Regions from separate parts of the Rattus norvegicus genome. Here region 2 is linked to region 1. Evidence: chromatin contacts called from public Hi-C data. All regions are on one chromosome and are shown on one strand. The core of a region is the stretch at or near the end of the contact, and the rest is flanking DNA. Distances in the headings are between cores, read along the strand shown.

The links. Hi-C and Micro-C count contacts between places; a contact is called where the count stands out from the background.
Region 2: a contact with region 1 is called in a Hi-C map of hepatocytes, with 1.8 times the contacts expected there. The contact joins two enhancer-like sites. A contact is called at or near these places in 3 of 12 Hi-C or Micro-C datasets (hepatocytes, kidney and psoas muscle).

What each region holds. Positions count from the first base shown.
Region 1 is chr10:60,340,940-60,343,453 of GRCr8, reverse strand. The region is part of intron 9 of Smg6 (SMG6 nonsense mediated mRNA decay factor); the gene reads right to left. Among named protein-coding and RNA genes, the nearest start is that of Srr, 57 kb to the right of the region's middle. Within about 2 kb of position 1,258, at least 17 of the 93 cell types and tissues checked have an H3K27ac peak or open chromatin away from gene starts, as enhancers often do.
Region 2 is chr10:60,483,461-60,485,974 of GRCr8, reverse strand. The region is part of intron 13 of Smg6 (SMG6 nonsense mediated mRNA decay factor); the gene reads right to left. Among named protein-coding and RNA genes, the nearest start is that of Hic1, 33 kb to the left of the region's middle. Within about 2 kb of position 1,259, at least 22 of the 93 cell types and tissues checked have an H3K27ac peak or open chromatin away from gene starts, as enhancers often do.

The sequences.
Region 1 (2,514 bases), core at 9-2,508:
GGTTTTCTAAACAGTGAACCTATTTCCTTTAAACTCTTAACACCTACACCATCCCTAAGTCTCCATTATGAAAACTGTGCCCTGTGAAAAGGATCTAATCACACAAAAGATTCTTTTCTTTTTTTTAAAGACTTATTTATTTATGTGAGTACACTGTCACTATCTTCAGACACACCAGAAGAGGGCATCAGTTCCCATTACAGATGGTTGTAAGCTGCCATGGGTTGCTGGGAATTGAACTCAGGACCTCTGGAAGAGCGGTCAGTGCCCTTAACCACTGAGCTATCTCTCCAGCCCAAAAGATTTTTTAAAGAATTACCTCAGAAACAAGACATGGTGGACCATGCCTGTAAACCCAGCACTTGAATAGTTGAGGCAAGAGAATCTCAAGTTCAAAGTCAGACAAGAACACACAGCAATAGCTTGTCTAAAATTTAAGAATAAAAAGGAGGAAAAGGCAAGAGCATTGCTCTGCCTTCTTAGTCACTATCACACTCACTCCCACCCTCAGGTCCCAAACTGTCCCTTGAAGGAACCCAAACCTAGGGCTCCCAAGGGTCTGTTCCCAGCCTTCCTGTGCTGCTATCCTCCCTCTCACAAGCCTCTGTTCATCAGGTCTGTATGTTTCAGTCCAGTGGAAATACAATGCCCTGGCCAACTGCCACTCCCAATACAGGAAGAGCCTGTAATGTAGGGAGGCAGAAATCCAGCCAGTGACCTAGGGCTTCTAAGGAGAGGTCATTCAAACCAGTGCTTGCCAAATGTGGCCACTGGATCCTAAACAGTGGTGCATGCCTGGAGCTCCTTTGGCAACAAGGAGTAAACCACAGCTGAAATCCTCTGAAATAAAAAGCAAACTCAAACTTGGTGCTAGAGAGAGAAACCAGGCACACAAGCCTTAGGGCTATGCTGAACAATTCGTGGTCAGCAAAGTATCTTTTCCACCCCCACCCCCACCCCATCAAATTGCTTGTGGTACTCTGAGGGGTGCAGTGGGGAACAGCTCTAGGTTGGATTAATAAATAGCTTCTGGAAAGCCAAGGCAGATCATCCTTCTGAAATCCTGGAAAAAGGTGGTGTGAGTTTTGCCCCAACCTTAGTCTTTTCATTGAATAGCATCCTTCCCTGATAAGAAAACCCCAGACTTTATCAATTTTTGGCAATCTTCATACCTTTCCTTTGGATGGCAACTTGTACTGCTGACCCTCTGGTGCCCAGAAGTCATTCCACAGCTATGAGTCAATCACAGTTTACTCCAGTCCGCCTCTGCTCAACTGTTCTCATTTTCACTGGCACAAAACATGCCATGCGTTTACTTCCTGCACCCCCATGCCATTTTAAGTGCCTGCCCCAAATCAAAACAAAGCAAAACAAAACAAAGCAAAAACTGTTTCCCTCTAAAAAACTTCAGAGCTGCTTTAGCTCTTGATAGACTAGGAATGGCAGGGAGTGATGTTTGTGGCTGGATTGGATCCATTTTTCCCCATGGGCTATAACAAAGGTTTCATTTTAAATCCTGACACTGTGCAGCACTCTCTCAATGGAGGTGGGGAGGGGGCTAGTACTTCTCATTACAAGAAGAGCAGAGTTCACTCAGTAAGAAAAGCAGCCACGCTGGGCTAGTTTCAGGGCCATGTGTCTCTGTGTTGAAAGGAAGTAGAGCGCCAGCACAGAATGACAGGACAGAAGTGTCACATGGGACATGTGTCTGAGGAAGCCTCTTCCCTGGGGTAGGAACTGAAACAGATCCATTAACACTCCGTGGTCAGACTAAAGTCTCAAACGAGTACAAGTCAAATGTTCACATTCTTTTTTTCCGAAACGTAAAACAACTCCCCAAAAACCTTCCTTTGATTAGCACAACATAATTAAAGAATCAATGGTTAAGAACGTAGATTAGTTCCATACATCAAATATAAGAAAATATGACTCATTCCCAGAACCAAGGAAGCATTCTGTGAGTTTGAGGCTGGTCTTACTACAGAGCAAGTTCTAGCCCAGCCAAGGCTACTGAAGAGACCCTGTCTTAAAAACAGAAACTGAGAATCTGTTGGGTGGCTGTGGAGGAGAGTTACTCTGACAAAATGAAGTGTTGTTAAGCAACAAATGGGAAAAATCACCTTGCCAGAGGCAGGAAGATCTCTGAGTTCAAGGCCAGTTTGGTCTACGTAGTGTTTTCCAGGACAGCCAGGACTATAAGAGAGAGACCCTGTCTCAAAACAAACAAACAAACAAAACCCACAACAAACAAAAAGTCATCTTTCCAGGATTCAATAATGAATACAAATCTGTTTCAAAAAATTTGTAACCAAAATTCTTTCTGATTTTGGTTTGAAACTATAAGTAGTTTCATGTATTTTTCTTTGAGAAATATCTTTATGCCTTACCTACATATTACAAAAAATTTATAATAAAACTAACATAATGATGGTATATAATTTACATATATTTTGAGTGCACTGTCTGTGTACAAGCACACACAAATGCAAAACCCGGACTTGTACATGATGGCAT
Region 2 (2,514 bases), core at 10-2,509, 140 kb before region 1:
GGACAGTGCTGATTTAGCTGCTACGTGGGAGACGATCCTGATCAGCTGTCAAGTGTGTCAGGTTCTCAGGTGACGTGTCCACAGTCACTCAGACCCCTCTCTACAACACCACATAAGCATGCCTTCACCGCCATCTGTGCCAGTGTCCTCTGCATTGTCGCTTCCTTGCTCTCTGGCACCCTTCCCTTCCTGAATGGTCAGCAAAGAGGAGGTCCCTGCTTGGTGTGCGTCTAAGAAGCAGGGGGCATTTTTACACCATATTGGCCAGACATGATGCAGGGCAGCCCTTCCATCATCAATGATTCCAGGACACGCTAAATGACTAACACCCATTTTAAAATTTTATTTTTACTCCACTCGATTTTATGTGCATGGGTCTTTTGCCTGCATGTTATGTTTGTGTATCATAAATATGCCTGGTGCACAAGGAATCCAGAACATGACATCAGATCCCCTGAAACTGGAGTTACAGATGGTTGTGAGCTGCCATGTGGGTACTGGGAATGAAACCCAGGCTCTCTGGGAGGGCAGATAAGTCATATTTCCAGCCCTGCCCCAGCACCTCCAGAGCCATGTTTTAGCCTCATTTCTGACTGAGGTGAAGGAATGATGTGGACGATGGACTGTCAGGACTCGTCATTTCACTGCTGCACAGTTAACTCCAAGCAGAAGGCAAGCGCTCTAGTGCCAATGATCACATCCGTATTTGCAAGGTGCTTTAAGATAAAGTGGCACACAACAGGCTCATGGAAAACATTGTCAGGTGGAGAGAAACTCACTAGGACCACAGGAGCAGGTGATTCACAATGATCCATGTTTTCTAAGACAAGGTGGAACAAGTCACCACTCTGCCAGGTGACTGGCCAGGGAGAATGCATACACACCAGTCATCTGTGCCACAATCCCATTCTCTGCCGTCTTTCCCTCTGTCCAGATGGTACTTACCTGCCGCTAAGTATCTGACCACCTTCGTCTAAGAGGCTTCCCTGAAGAGGCTTAGAGCCTCTTGAACTTAAGGGGGGAGGGCGCTTATCCTGGATACCTCCCTGAAGGGGTAAGGATGGTCCTGCCTTGGGTCAGAGCAGGTAACCATGGTTCCATCCTGTGTACTCAAACATGTGATGAGGAAGGCTAGAAATACAGAAGCAGGGGTAACAGGCATTAAAGAGCAGAGCTGAAATGACTAATAGCCTGGCAGGCAGCACGCACTGGCCTCCCTGCATCCCCAGTCTCTCACTTGCAGAGGAAACTTCTGCATTTCCACAAGACTGCCAGTTTCCTCTCTGTGGTCTAATTTTAACCACCTTGTCGTTACAGTGTGTGTCAGCCACCTGACCCCACTATGACCTCTGACCTTATGCCCCAGCTACTGCTCACACTATAGAGAATTATGTAATGGATCCAGGACTTTCCTTTTTGGCATGAGACTGCTGCCACTGAATGGGTGGGGGGGAGGAGGAAAAGGAGTGAGGAGAGGAGAGAGAAGGAGTTTGCAATGGTCCTGGGCTCACCTGCATAGTGAAAGGGCTATGGGAGCCCCAGTTCAATCTGTAGCAGAAACCTGCCCAGGAGAAGACAGTGTCTCATGGTTATATGCTTGGGCAAATGGGAAGAAACACTGTTGTCATTAAGGCAGGCCCTGGGTGAGTACATGGCTCAGGAAGCAGAGTGATTCCTGGCCAAGAGGGAGAAAGGCCACATGTGTGGACGTGGGACTCCTGGAGGTGGGGATTTCCAGGGCACAGCAGGAGCCTGGGGTGCAGACATCCTGAGCCTGCCTGCAGCACATCCTTAGAGGTTCAGTGGGAACTATCATGAAGAGAAGGAACTCCCACCCTGCTCCAGTTTTCATTTCCACACCTTTCAGAATGAACCCAGTTTTCCTGAGAGTTCTGTCTGCTACGGTCATTCATCATTGCCTTTAAGGGTAATGACACTTACTGCGATTGGCAAAAGAGTTCTGCTTCACCGGGGTATCTTAAGAGGTCCTGTTTACACAGAGACATTTCCCCCAGGTTTTAGAAGAGTGTCTTCTCTTCACTGTAACCCAACCAGCAAGGGGAACAATTAAGGTTGGATACAGAATTTATTCTTAGATTTCTAACTACAGTGTGGCAATAAGAAATGAATCCAAGGTATTTAGCAAACTGGGACTATGACAGGCATAATGTGTAGGGAATGCCTTCCACAATCATACGCAAGCTTGTTTCCAGCCTGTTGGGCTGGTTTGAGTATTCTGCCCTGGGTGGGAGGAGTAAGTCTGATGGAGAGAAAAACACAGCTCTCTTGACTCGAGTTCTACAGGAGGCTCTTGGGAATATTCTCTCATACAAAGGAGCCCTAGTAGTTGAGTCAGAGAGGGACAAAACAACAGTTTAATATGGTAATGGATATATCAAGATGGAGAAAAACAGGCTGGAGAGATGGCTCAGTGGTTAAGAGCACTGACCGCTCTTCCAGAGGTCCTGAGTTCAATTCTCAGCAACCACATGGTGGCTCACAACCATCTATAAT